5 separate regions of the Mus musculus genome follow, and regions 1, 3, 4 and 5 are each linked to region 2. A link is a contact called in public ChIA-PET, HiChIP or PLAC-seq and promoter capture Hi-C data. All regions are on one chromosome and are shown on one strand. Each heading gives the region's core, a stretch centred on a gene start, on an enhancer-like site or on the middle of the called end of the contact. The rest is flanking DNA. Distances are from core to core; before and after follow the strand shown.

Region 1 (4,391 bases), core at 893-3,392, 1.2 Mb before region 2:
AGATAGGCTTTATTTTGAGTCATAGAAACTTGTTTGTTTCCGGAGTGATTGCTATTTATAAGGTGGCTTAAGGGGAAAACAGATAAAATAACTTACCACACATTTTTAAAAAATGGGGGTGGCAATGAAAGATTAATTTTTAAAAGGGCTATAAAGTTATTTTAAAGCTAAGAGACTTTGCTATCCATTTTCTGTTATGCAAAAATTATAATTTTATGCAAACCAGATACTTTTAATTGATTAGCTGTTATAAAATACTTTTTACACATTTTTACAATGAATCAACATTGCTCTTTATATTTTATATACCATAGAAACAGAAGGAGTTTATACAAATGGTAGTCATAGTAATGAACAGTAGTAGTAGTACCACTAGTGAATATAGAGTATTATTAAATTCCAATGCCTTGGGCAAATATTTAGTTATTTCTTGAGAAAGAAAAAGTTAAATGAATAAGTCACATAAGAATTTTATAAAGTCTGGAGCATATTTGTTATTTAATATTTTTTGAGTAAACAGAAACTACCAAATAGTTGTTTTATCTAAAGGCTGACTAATAAAGCCTGTAAATTTTACATGACAATTAATTTGTTGATACCTCCTTCTGAACCTTGCTGACAATGTCTTCTTTGTGACAAGATGCATTTATTGATTGACTTAAAGCAGGTCATCATGGGGCATGCCTGCAGTCTTAGCACTTGGGAAACTGGAGGGGGGGGAGAGGAGGAGCCTATATTCAAAGCTATCCTAGGCTATAGAGCAGTGGTTCTCAGCCTTTCTAATGCTGTGACCCTTTAACTCAGTTCCTCGTGTAGTGGTGACCCCTAATCATAAAATTATTTTCATTGCAACTTCATAACTGCAATTTTGCCACTTTTATGATTACAATGTAATTATATATTATTATGCAGGATATCTGATATGTGACTCTGTGAATGGGTTGTTTGACCCTCAAAAGGTCAAAACCCACAGGTTGAGAAACACTGTGAGTTTGAAGCCAGCTTGTTGTACACTGAGTGTTCCTTGCACCTAAGATACTTTATACAGTTCCTCTCAAAGAACTAGAGTAACCTTAACAATTGAACACGGAAAAAAAGTTTAAGTGGCGTTAAACATGGAGAAAAATGTACAGTGAAGCCCATAAATACTGTCAAGAATGGGGAGAGTTGTTTGTGGTGGCCAGAAATGGGAAGCTTGTGAATAATGTTAAAAATTCTTTCCATTTCCCTCTGAGTTTTAGAAGATGTGTAAACCAGCGACTCCTATAGACTCGTGCTTCTGTACAGCGCGATCTTCCTGTGCATCTGTGGTTAATGTGTGTCTCCATAAATATATACATATAAATGCATCTACAATAGAAATGCCAAACTTTTACTTGGCAATGGTAGCTACAGATGGCTACCATTGAAAAGCAGTAGTGTGGAGTAACTGTGAAGGGAAAGGGGCATATTTAATTTTCATATGCCTAGAGTGTATGAATATTTCATTAAAAATAAAAGAGACAACAAATAAGTTGATCTTGATATTTTTGTACACTCATACAGTAGAAACAAGTAATTTCTTACATAAAGAAATTTTTATTTACATATTTGGATAAAATCAAAAGAAGGTAATTTACTCAGAAGACAGAGAGAAGCCCATAAACTCACACCCAAAGTGAATCCTTCATATTAAGTGACTCAATATTTTTCACCCCACACACCTTACAAATTCTGATACCCAGCAGGAACCAGCACAGGAACTCTCTCTGTCATTTGGTGGGAGTAGAGAAGCTCCTCCTCAAAGACCACAGGCTTGTGACTGAAAGTATGCTCAAGAGTCCACTAAGCCCCAAAACTACTTTGTAGAAAAGGTGTGGCCTGTGACTACCTGCTCACACAGAGAATGCAGTGATCTGACCTAGGTCTGACCTCTAAGTCGGGGGCTATGCATCTGTATGAATCAGAGCCAGAGAGAAACAGCAGGAATGTGGATGAACTGATGCAGAACTGGTAGCTAACTCTGCAGGATTTTTAACCTGTCTGGTTGATATGGGTTGGACACAGCTTGACCATCCTTTTATGGTTACAGAGCCACATACACTCACTTCCCCTTCCCCACCTCTTCGGCAGTATAAAAAGAGGTCTGGAGGCATATAAAGCAACATAGCAGCAGTGTTCTGGGCAGCTCAGCCTCACGTTGTTCCCTCCTGGCTCTGGGGACAGTTCTAGCTCACTGCTCTTCATTATGGGCTTCAGACTCAGACCTACATCGTCCTGCACCAGGGCCTGCCCACTTCATAACCTCCAGATCTTGCTGCTGCTGGGCCTGATCCTTGTTGCGCTGGCTCCCCTTACAGCTGGAAAATGTAAGAGAAATTCAGGGAAAGATGAGTATGAAGGCTGCTTCCCTTCATCATGTGTCTAAGCGGCTTGTGGTGCTCATGGTGGGGCTTGGGGTATGTGCATGGATTGTATCAGTGCTTCTGGGTTTGGAGGATGTAGTGACTAAGAATTCTAAGACATACTTATGAGGACTTCGTTACATGGAAGACAATCTGCTAGCTTTGCCATTCAAAGTTTACAGATCCTATTCACCATGTTTGTGGGAAAGAGGGGCAATTGCCTTCAATTTACAAGTTAGGAAAGGGAGGAGAATAATGCATAGTCACCAATTAAGACTTGTGCTCCATTGTAGCTGATGGCATGGACCCATATATCGAACTGCGCTGCAGATGTACGAATACCATCTCTGGAATCCCATTCAATTCTATCTCCCTTGTGAATGTGTACAGGCCAGGAGTTCACTGTGCTGATGTGGAAGTGATGTAAGTCCCTGATTCTTTGTTCTGCTATTGTCATTATAGAAACCCTCTCCACTCTTTTCCTCTTTCCTCCCTCCTCATGGATCTGTTCTGACAGAGAGGCTGTTGTACACAGACCATCATTTTCTCTTTGGCAGAGCCACACTGAAGAATGGACAAAAAACGTGCCTGGACCCAAATGCCCCTGGCGTCAAGAGAATCGTCATGAAAATCTTGGAAGGTTACTGACCAGCTGCTTCATCTGTGCCAAACCATTTTCCTGCTCAGGAAGGGTTGAGGGTTTGAAATCTGGACTTGGTAGAATTATTTTTCCACTTTGAAATTGGGATGTTCTCTCGTTCTGTCTCAGAAATCACACTGTATTCTGAGAAGGCATGATAAAGAATGTCACAACAAACAAACAAACAATGATGAAGACGGGCAAGCCAAGTTGCAACCTGCAATTTATGGTCTATTTCTGCAGTTCTTGGCTAAGCATTCTGACATGTCCTGCATTTCTCTATTTGAGCTTTTCTTTTCAAATGTACTATGTCAAGTTTTCATTCTGTGTTTTTAATAATTATTTCTTTTAGTTTTGAGATTATAATTACATCCCTTCCCCTTTCATTTTTCTCCCTCTGAACCCTTCTATATACCCATCCTTGCTCTCTTCAAATCCATGGCTGCTTTTTTTTCCCATTGAGCATTGTTATATACATATATAATGATAAATTTCGTAGTGGTCAATTGCAACGGAAATCGCCTGGAGTCAAGCAGTTTTCGCTCTGGTCATGACCATGTTTTTCCAATGTCTTATCCCTAGAATGTCTTGTTTCCAAGCAACCTCTGCAACATTTTACATATGTTTACTTGAAACTGAACACAATAAAATCATAGAAAGTAAATTCTGCAAGTAGTGGTCATTTACTTTATAGTGAATATGTTTAACACCAGTAGCACCAAAAGTGTGAGGTGAAAAAGGGTTTAACACAAACTGTTTTTAAAAACGCCACTATTGTCTGCAACAAAGAAATATGATGGGTCTGATGTACTATTAAAGGTTTTCTATATCCATTCTCTCTCTCTCTCTCTCTCTCTCTCTCTCTCTCTCTCTCTCTCTCTCTCACTGAACTTTGGGGCATCATGTATGCTAAGCAAGTTTTCTGCCACTGGGCCACATTCCTAGACCTCTATTTTTGTTTTGTTTTGTTTTCTTTCTTAATATTGCCAGGTAAAGTCACTAGGTTGTGCCATTTTAAATGCCCTACACTATCAAGAATTGAAAGATGCTAGGCATACCCCCCCGAGCTATAGGAACCCTGCCTAGTAGCCATTTCAGTTTTGTTAGGCTGCTGACCTGCTCTGTGCCTTAGTTTCCTCATCTCTAAAATGGGAATGGTCTCTAGCTGTTTAATAGAGTTGATAAGAGAAAGAAAAGGACTTAAAAATGTTTTAAAGACTGTGTGTCACAATGAGTCACATATAATCGTTAGGCTATTAGCAGAGCTGCTAGCTCTCCTCATATTGCAGAAAGGGAGGAAACCTGACATTTAAGAAATCATGAGACTTGCCTTCGGTTAGAAGTATAGCTCAGTGGTAGAATACTTG
Region 2 (3,822 bases), core at 111-2,610:
TCTCAGGTACTGCCCCAGTGTCTACCTGCACTATGACAGGCTTCCTGTCATGATGATGATGATGGAATAACCCTCTAATACTGTAAGCCAGCCCCCATCTAATGCTTTCTCTGTAAGAGTTGCCTTAGTCTTGGTGTCTCTTTACAGCACTATAACAGTGACCAAGACACATGTTCATCTTACAAGCAAGTTGGTGACTTAGAAGAAAGTCTAGAAAGTAGGCTTATTAAGTTATGCTCCAGGTTTCTTCATTTTTGTTTAAACAATGACCATAGTGGCCACAAGGAAAGACACTTTTCTACCCATGGCCCTTCCCTCATGGGCAGACATAGGGCAGAGAAGAACCATACACTTGGGTCAGAATCTAACAGCAGCTTCTTCAAACACCTGGATCAGGAAATCTCCTCTTCCCTCATGATTTGCTCCAGGAAGTCAAGCTATGTGGTGAGGAGCTAAGGTAGTTCTTTTCTGTGGGGAGTTTGAATGAAAATGGCTCTAATAGGCTCATGCATTTGAATGCTTGATCTGAAGTTGGTGGAACTATTTGGGAAGAATTGGGAGGCATAGGGGTAGACTTTGACGTTTCAAAAACCCATACCACTTCACATTAGATCTCTCTCTGTCTCAGGCCTGTGGATAAGATATAAGTTCTCAGATACTGCTCCAGCACCATGCCTGCCTGTCTGCTGCCATGATTCCCCACCTTGGTGGCCATGGGCTCACCATCTGAAACTGTCAGCCCAAATAAATTCTTTCTTTTATAAAAGTGGCTCTCGACCCCGTGGGTTATGACCCCTTTAGGGGATAAAAGACCCTTTCATGGGGGTCGAATATCAGATATCCTGCATATCAGATATTTCCATTAGGATTCACAATAGTGGCAAAATTAGTTATGAAGTAGCAATGCAATAATGTTATGGTTGGGGAAAGGGGGAGTTACCACAACATGAGGAGCTGTATTAAAGGGTCGCAGCATTAGAAGGTTCTATAAGCTGCCTTGGTCAGGTCATAGTGTTTTTGTCATAGCAATAGAAAAGAAACCAAAATACCTTCCCTTGCAGCTGGAGAGCCATGGTTACAAGTGAAGAGAAGGCACTGAGGTGGGGAGTGTTTGGAACTGACAGGGTAGTGAAGGTAAGGTGGCTTCCTTCAGTCCAGAGTGAAGGAGAGGTGCGTGACGCTTGCCTGGCATTACCAGAAGCTTCAGGTTGACGAAGACTGTCTGGTATTTCCTTGAGAGTTTCTTACTCTCCCACCACAGGTCCGGGTGGTTGTGGTCCACTATGCAAATGCAAATTGCCTGACTCAGGCTGCTGCCAACTCACTCACTCTCCTTTAAAGCAGCCTGGGGCCCAGAGCAGTGAGTGCTCAGGGCAGAAGCCATGGCTCCAGCTTTCCATGTCTCCTGGTTACTGGTCAGCTGGTTGGTGGTAACTACAGCAGAAGGTAAGAGTCTGAGTTTTTACCTACTGTGTGTGGGTTAGATAAATAATACCATACAGGAAAACAAAGGTGGCTTCCATGGTTACATATTTCCATATGTTGGAAATGTTTCTTTGCTACCATCAGCCTGTGTGAATGAAATGAAAGGCTGGGGTGGCTCACCTGAAGACCTGGATCCCAGTCTTAGCGTTACCTCTGTGATTTTAGGGTATACTTGAACATTATATATGATTATGCATTGTTGTGGGGCTGGAGAGGACAACTGAGCTATAAGCAAAAGCCTCTGCACATTAAAAGCACTGCATCAAGGCTACTGTTGTTACTACGGTTATCGGTTATGGAGCTAACAGTGTTTATGTGGAATTATAGCACTGTCTGCTTCCTTCCATTTCCAGCAGCCAGCTCTTCAGGCTGAGTCTTTGTTTATTGCTTTAATGAATCATACCTGATGAGCTGTGTCTTGGCTCTACCAAGGTGAGCAGATTTCCTGAGGCTGACTAATTTCTCCCTTGCTCCCATTCTCCCCTCCCCCAGCACCCCCCCCCCAACCCTGCACTCCTCCCCCTTGCTCTCCACTGAACCTGCAGATGCTCTGAGCATGGACATTGGATTTCAAGTCCCTGCCCAAGGGAAGATATGGAAGATAGGAGAAAGGAATAGGAAGGAGAACCTGGGGGCCCTGCATCTAGCATTTGTTTTCGTAATTGACTTTAAATGCAGACGTAGGTGCTGTTCAGTGAGGAGGGATCCAGTGTTGGACAGAGCCTCTCGCCCACTTACATTCCCTGACCTAGGGAAGCTTTTCAAGGGGTTCAGTGAGACTCCATTCATCTTCCAACATTTTCTCTGCAGTTGTCACACAATGTCTGAGACAGACTGGAGACAGGGAGAGGCATCAGAACTTGTTGCTAGATACCCAGAGATCCCCTAACCCAGCCTCTGCACAGACTACAGCTATCACAGGGCAGCAGTTCCTCAATTCCCAAGATGAGGTTATGGACATCTGCTGAAAAAGAGGCCACCTTCTTTCCAGCTTATGGGGCACATGTAGTCACAGAGCAAATTTGTTGACATCTCTTGTTTTGTTCTCTTGAGGCTTTGAAAATAGCTAAATAGGTTATAACGAGATTCGAGATTTCAATTATTTATATCTAAAACTATCCTTTGAGGGCTGAACACAGTGGTGTGTGCCTCTGATCCTGACACTCAGAGGCAGAAGCCGGAAAGATATCTGCGAGTTCAAGGCCAGCCTAGTCTATGTAGCAAGTTTCAGAATGGAAAGCCAGGGTTACATAGTGAGACAATGTCCCCAGACAAACAAATAAAAATTTCGTCTGAAAGGTGAGATTTGGTCTCTGAGCTTGGCAGCACAGGTTCTAGGTCATCACTCATTTCTGCTTGTCCTCTGGGACTGACTGCCCAGCAGGAAGGCTCACATGTGTCCCTGTGCCCTTCGCCGTCCAAGAGCACCTGCTCCTTTCCTGCCTCACATCTGCTCTCTGCAGTTCTGCTTCGAGTAACAGCAATTAAATGCTACTGTAATATCACACTTACAAGTCTTTCTGGAGGCACTTTATTGTAAAATAGGTTGTTTTTCTCTGACATCTTTGGATTGTCAAAGCAGTCTGTGCCTCACCTGCAGTGTATGTTCCATGCCTGACTGGCAGATCTGTCTGTATCTAATCTCTTTCCAATCCTCAGAGACAGGCGCTATGGTTTTGTCATCACAGCGCTCAATTCAGCATGTAATATGGGATGTGCACACGGTTGACCCGACGTACAGCATCCTGAAGGGGGGACGGGGAGTTTAGCACATTTTCTGGGCTCTAAATTCTTTATCTTTCAAGTGATGAATTTTACAAAAATAGCCAATCGTTCTTGGTGTCCACAAAATGAATTGAGTTACAGTTATTATGAGTCAGTTAACCACGGCATTGGTATTTCTTTGTGGCTGGAGTCTGAATGGGCATGGGAAATCTAAGATTCCAGGTGCTCTGTAAGGAAGAATGGCGTGGGTAGACCCAGGCTTGCTGCTATAAAAATCACTACAGCTCTCTACAAAACAGCTCTTGACTGCCCAGATAAACCACAGAGCACAGGTAATTATAAAAAGATCTTCTCATCATTACCTCTTTTTTTAAAAAATCGAGCTAGTTTGGGGGTATGATACAAATTTCACGTCTAGACTATAATAAGCCCATTTAAGACTGACATCCAAACTTCAAACAATATTTTGGCTTGTATTATATAATACTATAATTTTAAATATAAATTATTATTTAAAACACTCTAAGGCTGGAATTAAATTCTCGCTGAGTACCACAAAAACACCGAGAAGAACAGCCAGTGTCTGCCTAGTCATTCAGAGATACACCAAGT
Region 3 (3,873 bases), core at 678-3,177, 1.1 Mb before region 2:
TGAGTTATCAAATTTAACACTAACCATCTGTAGCAATGTAACAATTATTAATCTTAACCAACAACTTATGAGCTGATTGTGAAAACACTCAGAGCACATTACCAATAAAAAAGAACCAAATGAAGCAGTTACATTTAGACCAATCAGAGAATAATAATTTTTGTAGCTACAATCATAGAATAAAAAACACTTTACCATTGTCAAACACATTAATCATAAACCATTTATTAGCTTTTTTACTCCGAAACTTAGAGGCTGTGCACTCGCCCTTATTTCCTAAAACGAACAGTTTTTCCAGCAGGGGCCCTCCCGCCATGTGTCTGATTCCTGGCTGAAACACGTGGCAGCTCTCGGCTTTGCAGATAAAGTTTTTTATACCATCTTTATTATCCAACATAAAACATAGAACATTCATTCATACAGACTGGACACGAACATACATGAATTGAACACGAGAACAGATTGGTGCACCGGACATTAGACAAGACACAAAAGGGAACAGAGTACTCCTGCTATAAGGCCCAGAGAGATATTTCTCTCTGCTTTTTGGGACATTTTCCTCCCTTATGATGCATTTTTTATTAACTGGGGCAATCTGCCTATTCCTTTTAATAAACCCTTTCTTTTCTCACACCTCATGTAGCTTCGGAGAGCTACGGCCTACCGCCTATTACCCAGCTCCTCACTGCTGAACCTAAGTGAACCAGCGCTCGGGTTTAACGCTGTCTCAGCTTAGCCCATACCTTCTCCGGTATGAATTTCCCTTATCCTTTATTTTATGGAGCTCCGAACCAGCAGCGTCTCTTCCAAAAATCCTTTGCCGTTTCTCAGTCCCGAGTTGGTTCACCAATTGTTGTGTCCGGCCAGCAGACCACAACCTGGGTTCTAGCCTGAAAAGGCATTTTGGAAACCTGGAAGAGAAGAGGGGCTAGGTGGCGAGAGAAAAGAATGTAGCCAAGACAGTTACTCTGATCAAGGCTCAAATTTTATTGTTGCGACACTAGTTATGAAGGAAGGGGGAGGGGACCCGATTCCCGCCGAATAATCTCGGGTCCAGTAGAAAGGTGCACGTGTGTGGCTCCTCAGGTTCCAGCAGTGGGCGTGGCAGAACGAATGAGCAGGAAGCTCCACCCCTGAGCAAGCAGGTTTCAGGCTGGGGGAGGGGAGACTACACTTGTATATTTGGGGTACAAGTTCACAACAAGTATTTTACAAACACCCACCCCTCAACGAAACTTTTTCCTTGCCTTTTCATTCTCTTAACAGGTTTATTTTTCCCCCACAGCAGAAATTTAAATTTTTTTTATACACTATGATAAAGTGTTACATAAAAAGTCTCGATGCCAAGATTTTCTTCTATGTTTTCTTTCTGTGATTAAATGCCTTCTACCAGACAGACATTGCACCACTGTTCTTGATGGTTTTTTCACAGAACAAGCTCTCTAACATCTGGGACTTTCCATAACTAGTTTCCTCAGTCAGACAGTAGTCTAAACAGCTCTTGCCCCTCGCATCACTGCCACAGCTTGACCTTGGGAGGAATATTTCCTGTTAGCTTTGCAGATGATTTTTGCTTTCTCATTGCAAACTCCCTCTGCTTTAAGGTTCCACAAACTCTAGGATCTTCTGGAAGTGTCAAGGATGCTGAAGACTGATAGAAATCCCAAGGACATCTTTGTTTCTTCCTCTCCTTGAGTTTCTTTTTCAATGCATCTTAAGGTCGCACAGGGAGTGAAAAGCAAAGACCTGCAACAACTTTACTGCTCCAAGCTGCCCTCCCTGTAACCATGGAAACGAGACCAGGGACTAGAGCTGGGCCTGGGGCACAAGGGGGCCTTGCTGCCTGCAAGAACGGCCGAGGACTTCCCTGTGCTCCCGTGGCGACAGCGTGCACGGGTTGGAGCCAAGTCGCCCGCCACCCCGCGGCCACCAGCGGTGCCGCCTCTGCCTTCTCGGGGCTCGGCCCCGCCCCGCGCCCCGGAACCCTGCTGAGGGCCCCGGGCGTGTCGCTGAGCTGACCGCGGGACCCCCGGAGGCGGACGGCGAGGCATGGCGACGCGGGCCCGCGGCTTCTCGCTGCTCCGGGGCCGTCTGGGCCGAGGGCCTGTGCGAGCCCCGGGCGTCGCCGAGCGCGCGTGGCGCGGCTTCGGGAGCAGCGGCCGGAGGTAGGAGCTGCGGGCAGGGGCCGCGCGCTGGGCGGCGGCGGGGCCTGCGGAGGCCCGGGGTGGCCGCGGTGCGAGGCGCTCAGGCAATGGGCCGCGGCTTTGTTCAGACTGTTCTTGTGCGAGGAGGAGTAGGCGCTGTGCAGACCTGTAGTCCAGCGTTTCTGTTTCTTTAGTCCTTTGTCACCGGCTTGCTGTAATCTTTCCCACCTCGGAATGTCTTACAGTTTCCTTAAACTGCATGCAGTCCAGGCTGGCCTCTCCGCTTGTAGGGCGCTTGGCAGCCTTCGGATTTGGTTGCTGCCCGGGACAATGAAAAGACACCGTGGTGCCCAGGAACAGGCCACGCTGCCGCAGCGTCCCTTGTCTGCTGGGGAATCCAACCTATGGAACAACAGCAATGCATAGTGTCTTGCCCAGGGCCTTCGAGTTCAGAAAAACTCATTTGTAAACTTCCAGTGCTTCTTAGGTGGCTGGAGACTCTCGCTTGACGGTTTATAGTCACTTTGTGTCCTCAAGGAAAAGTACAGTGAGGCTGTGCCCATAGGTGCTGTGTGATTTAAATTAACTCCCCATCATACGTATTTGGATCTTAGTTTTGAGTCACTGAAATTTAAAGTTCTTTCTGTAGTCTTAACTTCGGAGATGGTTTGTAGTGACTAGGTCTATAGAAGAGGATGTGTGGTAAATGATACAGCTTCGGAATTCTATTGCTGTACACTGTTGGCCTGTAGTAGCAGCGTTGGGATTTGCTGTTTAGCCAGAGTGCTCTCCTCCCTTGGAAGAACAGATTTGTAAGGGTTCTGTTTGCAATCCAGACTTGAAGGGGTTGTCTACCAAGAGTATCCTATTTAAATCATTATCCTTGGAATTTCAAGTTTTTAGTGCTTCCCTCTAGAATAATGGTAATTTTTTTGTTAGTGTATAAGTTGATTAATGTCCCTTCATCAGTTCGATGTCTCCATCTCCCCATTTGCTCCTTGCCTAATTCCTACTGAAACAACAGTTACAACCTCAGTATTTGGTTGTAGCCACATGCTCCACACCCACAAACACATAGATATCCATCCATTCATAGAAACTTCCCATCTTGCAATTTGTAGTTTGGTCTGGTGGCAGGCCTTGGGTTTGAACTCTGATACCTTAGAATTAAAGGTGCAGTCTGTTTTGGAAGACTATTTCTTTCAAACTGTGATGATAAAAGACATTACTTTGTGCCTGCCTGCTTCCCATTCTGTTTGATGCAGATTACAATTATGTAAGAAAAGAAATGCCATTTTGTAGCGTTTTTGCTTTTTAAGACGGCACTAACCAAGTTCGGATATGGTGGTACTTTTTTGACCTTTCTTTTGGCCCTGACCGCTTTACCTGAAGGCAAGGCTGGCTGTGAAGATGAGAAACACCAGCAGACTGGTGTATCTCGGGTGGGGAGGAATTTGGACAGTGTGTTGATGTTTATTGGTGTCTCTTTTCTCTTCTAGGGCCAGCAGAGAGAAGAGACTCCATCTTCCAGAGGTTGCCACTGTCTGCCTCCCCATTCAGTCATCTTTTTAAGTGACACCTCATTTGTCTGGTCCCTCATTGTCACACTTAACATCATTCCTGTTGGCATGACATTTGAATCATAGTATATTTTTTTATTGGAAATTATCCTTGATTACATAAACTCTTTCCTCAGTGACATTAACTATTTTAAATTAACCAATTTGTC
Region 4 (3,887 bases), core at 697-3,196, 1.6 Mb before region 2:
TAGGCCCAATAGAAATAACAGAAGGGACAAGTTTGGAGGTATATATATTCCTACTCTTAGAACTTTTTTCTACGATGTAGCTTCATCTAAGGTTAGGGAAAAAATGTTTGTCTTATTGCTAACAGGTGAGCCTCAAGTCTCTTTCCAAGGTCTCTACATAAACAGAACCTGGATGGGAAAGAAGAAATCAAATTAACTCAAAAGCAGCCTTTTACCAGGCTCTAGTGTGGCACGCAGTATTTCTGGATAATTCAATTAGTCTTCTCTTTAGAATCAACTTTTACAGCTTCTTTCCCTCTGCTGCCTCGAGTTACTATTTCCTCCATATTTGGGTGTTTAAAGCTTCCATTTCCTAATATTGACAAAAGGGTTTGTTCTAAAAGAACTAACAACTGGTAGGTCATAGTTTGCTATCAGTATGGTTCATTAAGCTTTTGGGTTAAAAGGAATAAGGTCCTACAACGCCGCCTGTCTGTAGACCCAGGAAAAACTATAAGGAGTTATGAAACCAGATCACTAGAACATAAGGCCTCCCTATCCCAATCACAACCATGCCCGGGTGCAAAACAGACACTTCATCCCTGCTTACTTTACAATAGATAAATAAATAAAGTTAATTAAATAAAAGCGGGGTATGGTTTGATTATTTCTTATTAAGGGAGAACCCGATGGATTATTACACATACACGCAGAGCACCTAACAATTTTTACGTACTAAGTCACTTGTAAACGCATATGGAGGGATAGAAGATCGGCTCATCCATAAATCTTTCACAAATCGAGGAAGCGAAGAGTACTTCAGCAGCCACGAGTTTAGAGAGAGAGAGAGAGAGAGAGAGAGAGAAAGAGAAAAGAAAAAGCCCTGCAGCAAAACAGTATGGAAAAGTACAGCCTCTCACGTGTCTCTCCCAGATACAAATACTTAGCTCCGAGTCCATTACAATCTTACCGCCCCTCCACAACTGCTCCCGGCCACCTTCCACTGACAGAAAACTACCAAGCTCGCAGTCGGTCCCCCGGAGACTCTCCTACCTATTATCTTACCCCTCCCGCTTTAGCTCCGCCCCCGCCCCGGGAATGAGGTGGCCTTACTGGCCCCAGAGAGACCACCCTTCGGCCCCAAAGTGCCACCCGGGAATCCGACCAATCAATCCCTCCACCCTTCACCCTGCGAAGCAGCATCCTCGGCTAGCCAGCTTCTCGGCAACTCCGTGCACTCTCCGGTCCTCCCACCCCCACGTGTCAGCTACCCTCCCCCACGTCCCCACACCTCACGACTCAGGCCGAGCAAAGAAAGGGGGCAGCCGAAAGCCCGGTCCCTCAGGGCAGATCGTAAGCCCCGAGGGCTCGGTCCCACCGCGAGTCCCCTCCCACCTTAGGCCCTCCACGGTCCCTTCCGCCCTCCTCGAGGTGAAACCAGGCCCTTGCCTCAGAAACCTCCTCTTCCTCGTCGTCGTCGTCCTCCTCTTCCTCGCTGTTGTTGCTGCTGGTGCCGCCGCCTCCTCCTCCTCCTCCACCGCCACCGCCGCCGCTGTTGTCGCTGTCGCTGCTGCTTTCGCTGCTGCTCGGGGGTCGGCAAGTCCGGTTCCGCTTGGCCTTGTGGTGCGGCGGCTGCTGCTGCTGCTGTTGCTGCGGTGGCTTCTTCTTCAGGAGCAGGTCGCAGACTCGCACCATCCCACGAGGAGAAGAGGCCGGGCGAGCCCCGCCGCCGACCTCCGCCGCCGCCGCCGCGGGGGGGGCCGCCACTGCCGCCGCCGCCGGGGGACTCCCTTCTCCCTCAGCCGCCGCCGGAACCGTCGCCTTCTCCATCCCCGCGGGAAGAGGGGGTGGGGGACGCGGACGGGGGAGGGGCGTGGGGGGGCTCCGCTCTACCGCGACTTCGGTCGCGCCGGGGCCGACACAGCGCTCCGGGCCGCCGCCGCCGCCACCGCCTCGGTCACCTCTACTGCCGCCGCCGCCGCCGCCGCTCCGCCAGCTCTCACCTCGTCTCGCGATACTAAGGGCGGGGAGCTTGGCGGAGGGAGGGAGAGAGGGAGGGAGGGAAGGGAGGGAGGGAGAGAGAGCGGGAGGGCTGAGGGGGGGCGAGGCGGAGCGCGAACGCCGTGCCCGGGAAAGCCGAGCAGGCGTCCGGAAGGAGCCGCCGGGGGAGTGCGCCTGGAGTGGCTTCCTCTGGGGAGACCGAGTCTGAGCGGGGACCGCAAGCAGGGACCGCGGGCGGGCGGGCGGGCGAGCGAATGAACGAGCGAGCGAGCAAGCGGGCGGGCGAACGAGCGCCTGGGTGGCTTGTCTTCTCCGCGCTACTTCCCCCACACACACAGCCCTGCAGCCCTCCCTCCTTCCTTCCTGGCTTCGTATTAGAACGCAGCCGCAGGCGGAAGCGCGGGTGACGCCATCAGCCGGCGCCGCGGCGGCCGCGCGAGCGCGGAGCCCTGCCTGCCTCTCCCAAGTGCAGACTCCAGGGCCGGGGAGTGGGCTCCCCCGCGAGCGAGCGAGCGATCGAGCGTGCGTGCGTGGGCGCAGGGAAGCAGAGGCAGTGGGATGGCGAGCAGTGGGGCCCGGGCTAAGTCGGGGGCGAGCGCAGAAGCGCGGGGGAAGCTGGGCGAGCGCGAGGCCTGGCCCCTCAGATCCGGGAGGTGGGGCCTCGCCCCGGACCTCCTGGATGGACTTTTCCTGCCTGGCCATTTTCTCCACCGCCTAAGCCAGAGAGCATTGGATCTTCCGAGAGAACTTCGTGAGAGGAGAGAGACTGAAGTCAGGTCCAAAAGAAAACTGTTTCCCCTCCACCATCCCTTGGAGCGATCACGTCCTCACTTAGAAAACTCTTGTCCGAGTTTGAGTCTCGGGTCCTAGGCTTCCTAAATCTGACTATTTTGTACACCTTTGTAATGTGCAGGAACGGAATCTAGTGATTTTTAAGACTATACACTTCCGAAGAGGTGGGTGTGGGAGCTGGGCCATCATCGTATGCATTTCTCGGTCTGGATTCTGAGATCATTTTGAGTACTTAGAAAACTTGCAGACCGATTGAAATGTAGCTTTCTTCTTCAAACAGACGTCTCCAGTGTAGCCCAGGCTAGCCTTGAACTGGCGATCTTCCTGAGATTATATGGGTCTGTACACCACCGTGTCATGTTTATGTAGCTTATTGAACTCAGAATTAGCCATTTCTGGGCTAGTACGAGTAGTGACATAAGGAAAATAAAGCAAACATCAAAGACAGATGTACTGGCACAAGATAAAAAAGTCCCTCAACTGACAAAGTTACCATTTTAAGACTTCTAAGTTTAGCTGAGTGCCTGATTTATTTTATTTATTTTTTAATTTTTTTTTTTTTTTGCATTTTCTTTTTAGTACTGGCATACCATATGAAATGTGGGCAGTTGCCAGTACACTACGGAGTACCACAGACGAATTGGTGATGACTAAATCAATTCATTGAGGCAAAACTTCATGTGTCTACTGTGTGTGTTATCTCTGAAATCAGAGTCTGTGTTTCCAGGGGCTTCTCTGTGTGTAATAGTAAATATACAAAATGCTAAACATCTGCCTAAAGCTGAGTTCCAGTATACAACATAATACAGAACACTATTGTGTATCTGATAGCCATGGATTTGGACTGTATGGTTTCAGCGGGATCTTGTCCATTTTCTGTATTCTTCAGCACCTTTGTCTCACTTTCCACCTCCATACCTTTTGCAATCTTTGAGTGCCAGCCCCGTTTTATTATACGACTGACTAACAGTTTCACAAGAAGACTGAGGCCATTGACTGCAAATTCCTTCAATTTTCCAAATGCTAGAGATGGGCTGATCTTTTCTCAGTATGGAGAGAATGACAGAACTCCTTGCCCTCATGCAAGGTCAGTCAACTCTCCAACTATATTCTGG
Region 5 (4,315 bases), core at 1,716-4,215, 1.8 Mb before region 2:
GCTTTATGTTTCATGCATTAATACATACACTTTCTAGTTTCTTCTCTTTCTGAGACAAGGTCTCAGTCTGTGGCCTGAAAGGCCTGGGTTTTACCATTAGGTAAAACAGGCTGGGGGAACTTAAGAGATATACCCACGTCTTCCTCCACAGTACTGAGATTAATAATGTCTTGCCTCAACTGTTTAGCTACAATGTTTCCCTACATGTCAAGTTTTCTTTGCTGTTCTTGTTTAAGATTTGTTTTATTATTTTATGTGCATAAGTGGTTTGCTTACATGTATTTAATTGCACCACATGAATGCCTGATGCCCTCAGAGGTCAGAAGTGGGTACTGGATACTTCGGGGACTGAAGCCACAAACAGCCATAAGCCACCATGTGAGTATTGAGAATCAAACCTAGGTCCTCCGAAAGAGCAGTACGTGTTCTTTAGGCAAGATACAGAGACCAATGCTTTTAATCCCAGCACTCAGAAGGCAAAGGCAGGCGAATCTCTGAGATCAAGGCCAGCCTGATCTACAAAGTGAGTTCCTGGACAGCCAGAGCTATACAGAGAAACCCTGTCTTAGATTAAAACATCAACGAACAAATAAACAAATGAAAGCAAGTGCTCTTAATTGCTGATTCAGCTGCTCTTCAGTGCAATGTCAAGTTTGTATTAGCACCAAATAAAGATGACAAAGCTCACATTAAATAGAATTTGCCAAGCATGGTGGCACATTACTTGCCCAGCTCCACTGACTTACGTCAAATCTTAATACAGTATTTAATTCACTGACTTTATCTTTTCAGTGGCTCCCAAGAACACAGGCCAGGTGTGGTATCACAAATGTGTAATCTAAGCACTTGGGAGGTCGGGGTTGGAGGATTAGAAGTTCAAGGTCATTCCTGGGTACAGTTACCCACTGGGCATCCCTGGTGCACATGAAACCCTGTCATATTCTGACATACAGAGCCAGATACAATGGTCTGCACCTGTAATCTCAGAGCTGAGAGAGAGGCTGAGATAGGAGGACGATTCAGCTTCACAGGAGTTGGAATAACGCCTGTTTCTTCCTTTCTTTGATTCCATTCCAATACATAAAACCACCATGCAGCATAGTGATTAATATGAATACGCCAATCAAAAGAATACCTAACCGTGTATACACGCACACACCACACACACATTTTCGTGACCGCAGACCCAAAGCTGCATACCTAGCCACTCTCTTGGACCATCCAAACTGACGGGCACAGACTGCAACTTCTTGGTTAAGGCGCTTGGCGATGTCTTTTATTTCTGGTTGCAAGTTTTCCACCTAACTAAAGAAAAAAGTTGTTTGATGAGTTCATAAAGGATCTTTACTGATAACTACTGCATGGTTAGCTTCAGCTGTCAACTTGGCACATCCAGAAGAAAGGGCCTTCAACTAAGACATTTCACCCATCAGATTAGCCTATGGGGCATTTTTTAATCACTAATTGACATGGAAGAACACAGGACACTGTGTGCCACCAGCCCCAGGCATGTGAACGTGAGCTGTATAAAAAGCCAGTAAGCAGTGTTCCTCCAAGGACTCTGCTGCTGTCCCTGCTCTGTAATGCCTCCACAATAGACTATATAACCTACAAACCACATAATCCCTTTCCTCCCCCACTCAGCATTTGGTCAGGACAACCAAACTCACAGTTCTAGTCTCTGTTCCCTAGACCATATACAAATGTTGTTTACTGATCACACTTGTAATCGAAAACATTTAAGAAAACTCTATTAGATATTAGTTTGCTTAAAGTATCTTTGACCCCAGATTTAAATTCCTTGCCTGTACATCTATCTGCGTGATCTTGGCAACCATACTGAGTTAAACCAACTGCAACTTCTTGGTTATGGGTACCTGATGTTTTCTGTTTCTGGCTGTGCATAACCTGAAATCCTGATTCCCAGTATGTAGCATATCTAACAGCACCTCCTCCATAGGATTTCGAGTAAATGAAAACTGCATCCTGGTTCTTACTGTTCCATCCCTACATTTCCCAGGAGAGAGAAAACAGCATTCCAGTGTTAACACCTCACTGTGAATGCTTCCTGGCTCAATGCTGCTGCTCCCTTCCTGGCAATCCTCTGTGACTCAAATTAAAATCTTGACTTACCCCACCCCCACCCCCAGGCACAGCCATGGGGGAGGTAACGTTATACCAATTCCACTGAACAGAGTTCCTAAAAAGCCAACTCGAAGTTTCAATCCATCAGATACAGGGTAGTAGGTGGTAGGCCCAGAGGAAGAATTCATGTCTGGAAACTGCTAACTTAGTGATACCTTTCTAGTAATAAAGAGCAGTATCAATAGTGACAAATGATGCTGCAGACTCTTAAAATGTTTATGACCCTAATGTTTCAGGTTCCTCCGTGCCATTTCTTCTGAATATTGGTCTCAACCGAACATTTGGGAGGCACTTGTATTTCGAATAAATACTTGGTAGGTCGGGTGAACTGGAAGGTACTCGAGTCACCAACCATCATTTAACATGCAATGCTAACTAAATTATTTTAGCCTCCATGTTAACACTAGCAGGCAGGCAGCACGGGGACCGACGCCCCTCACCTTAGCCAGGATGTAGTGCTGATAGGCGGCCAGGGGCAGAGTGACAGCACCGCGCAGGGCAACGGTGCTGAGTATGATGTTGCTCCACCAGGGGAGGCCGGTAGCCTCCTGCGCGCCCAGCAGCACTTCCTCCGCGGTGCGCACCGGCGCCGACGCTGCCAGGGCCTCATACCAGCCACCTGGAGAGGCCGCAGACACCGAAGCGGCTGCCCATACCGGAAGGGCTGGGAGCCGCGCGCTGCTCCAGGCGGGCGGTGATCCCGGTGCCGGGAGCCGCAGGGTGGGCAGCGACCTGAGCCACCCGGCACACGACCGGCACAGCATGGTTACACGGAGCGGGCGGCCAACTAGAGCACTAGCACCAGGAGGTTGCGCGCATGCGCGAACCCGAGGCCACGCCTGACCTTCCCAGCCGAAAGCCCTGTCCAGTGTCGCGCTAGAGATGACGTAAGACTCCGCCTTTCCCACGCGGCAATGAGCCGCTTGAGGCTCTCTTAACTCCTTTCCTTGCTGGGGTGGAGTTCAGAGCGGGAACCGGAACTGCAGGGGTAGGCGGGGCGAGCAAACTGCCTTGCTGTTGAGTTTCAGTTTCCACTCAAGGAAATTGTGGCTTGAGTACTTTTTGTGACTCGGCTGTTTCCGCCCAAGGCGCGCAGCATCTATCTCCGTTTTCTCTACGCACTGCTGAAACACCTACTTTGGGAATAGTGTTTCTGGCTCGGTCAGTGTTAAGTCTGCGTCCTTTATCCCCCTAGGCAGCTCTACTTTATAATAAGACCTAAATGTCTTTATCTGTTCCGGTTAGCATTCTGTATTCCTTTATAAACAGAATGCAGAAATGCCGAGTGGTGGCGCACGCCTTTAATCCCAGCACTTGGGAGGCAGAGGCAGGCGAATTTCTGAGTTCGAGGCCAGCCTGGTCTACTGAGTGAGTTCCAGGACAGCCAGGGCTATAAAGAGAAACCCTGTCTCGAAAAACCAAAAAAAAAAAAAGAAAAGAAAAAAACGAAATAAATAAATAAGAAGAAGAATCACCATCATAATAAGGAGCAGGGAAAAATACTATTTTTCATTTTACAAAATGAATTCCATCAACAGCACAATTTTGCTTCAACGGTTAAATGGAATGCACAGGGCTTTTAACAACTGTGTGTTTTTCACATTCGTGTTCCTGTCAACAGAAAATAAATGGAACAACGAAGTGCCCACTCCTAGGGTAGGCCAAAGTGAATTGAGTTTTTAGAAACCTCTCCCATGTTTGGTAAAGCCAAACTGTGGACACTGTCCTCTACTTTATTGAACACCTACCAAAGCTGTCAGATAGCGTATTTTCTGAAACTTGGGTAACCTGCCTTTAGTTCCCATAGCATAATCCCTTTTAAAAACAGCTCACTTATCTCTTGCTAGTTTAAGAAACCACCGTATTTCCATAAAACTGTTAATATCCAGTAGGCCCTTCCAAGATGGCCTTAAGCCAGAGAAGTTACTTAAAAACAACTCCCCCAAGTCCCAACTTACCATACATGAGAACCTAGAATTAATTCTCAACACTGGGAAAGTAGGTAAATTTATTATGTGTAATAAATAAGCCTGTTATTTGTAGATCTATTGTTCACAAACCCTAAACCAAAAATTTCAAGCAGTTATTAAAATCTTTAACAATTTTTTTCTACAGCTACAGGTAACTGACAACCTCTTCTGATAAAACTGCACACCTGCATTCATGTCAA

What was found. Promoter capture Hi-C pulls out the DNA fragments that hold promoters and counts their contacts. ChIA-PET counts read pairs in DNA pulled down with a chosen protein or histone mark. HiChIP or PLAC-seq counts read pairs in DNA pulled down with a chosen protein or histone mark.
Region 1: a FOXA1 HiChIP or PLAC-seq map of pancreatic cancer cells shows a contact between it and region 2. The contact joins the promoter of Ppbp here to the promoter of Odaph in region 2. A contact is called at or near these places in 2 of 39 promoter capture datasets (hippocampal neurons and pre-B cells) and 1 of 115 datasets of contacts at active chromatin or transcription factors (pancreatic cancer cells).
Region 3: a contact with region 2 is called in an H3K27ac HiChIP or PLAC-seq map of embryonic stem cells, with 8 times the contacts expected there. The contact joins the promoter of Mthfd2l here to the promoter of Odaph in region 2. A contact is called at or near these places in 13 of 39 promoter capture datasets (the 3T3-L1 cell line, 3T3-L1-derived adipocytes, cranial neural crest and 8 more), 1 of 15 datasets of contacts at CTCF or cohesin (the NIH/3T3 cell line), 1 of 484 Hi-C or Micro-C datasets (bone marrow-derived macrophages), 1 of 115 datasets of contacts at active chromatin or transcription factors (embryonic stem cells) and 1 of 9 other capture datasets (liver).
Region 4: an RNA polymerase II ChIA-PET map of memory CD8 T cells shows a contact between it and region 2, with 11 times the contacts expected there. The contact joins the promoter of Ankrd17 here to the promoter of Odaph in region 2. A contact is called at or near these places in 4 of 39 promoter capture datasets (hippocampal neurons, liver and pre-B cells), 2 of 115 datasets of contacts at active chromatin or transcription factors (memory CD8 T cells and pancreatic cancer cells) and 1 of 9 other capture datasets (macrophages).
Region 5: a promoter capture Hi-C map of pre-B cells shows a contact between it and region 2. The contact joins the promoter of Cox18 here to the promoter of Odaph in region 2. A contact is called at or near these places in 2 of 39 promoter capture datasets (hippocampal neurons and pre-B cells) and 1 of 115 datasets of contacts at active chromatin or transcription factors (large pre-B cells).

What each region holds. Positions count from the first base shown.
Region 1 is chr5:90,766,376-90,770,766 of GRCm38.p6, forward strand. Ppbp (pro-platelet basic protein) reads left to right here and starts at 2,143. Exons shown (of 3, transcript NM_023785.3): 1 at 2,143-2,348; 2 at 2,678-2,807; 3 at 2,942-3,688. The coding sequence starts at 2,228. The coding sequence ends at 3,032.
Region 2 is chr5:91,986,113-91,989,934 of GRCm38.p6, forward strand. It overlaps Odaph (odontogenesis associated phosphoprotein), which reads left to right and starts at 1,361. Exons shown (of 2, transcript NM_001177577.1): 1 at 1,361-1,446. The coding sequence starts at 1,383.
Region 3 is chr5:90,929,269-90,933,141 of GRCm38.p6, forward strand. Mthfd2l (methylenetetrahydrofolate dehydrogenase (NADP+ dependent) 2-like) reads left to right here and starts at 1,928. Exons shown (of 8, transcript NM_026788.1): 1 at 1,928-2,165. The coding sequence starts at 2,050.
Region 4 is chr5:90,364,239-90,368,125 of GRCm38.p6, forward strand. It overlaps Ankrd17 (ankyrin repeat domain 17), which reads right to left and starts at 1,947. Exons shown (of 34, transcript NM_030886.2): 1 at 1,429-1,947. The coding sequence starts at 1,809. Gm9958 (predicted gene 9958) reads left to right here and starts at 2,759. Exons shown (of 1, transcript NR_045618.1): 1 at 2,759-3,887.
Region 5 is chr5:90,221,031-90,225,345 of GRCm38.p6, forward strand. Cox18 (cytochrome c oxidase assembly protein 18) reads right to left here and starts at 2,966. Exons shown (of 6, transcript NM_001033310.3): 1 at 2,586-2,966; 2 at 1,201-1,301. The coding sequence starts at 2,909.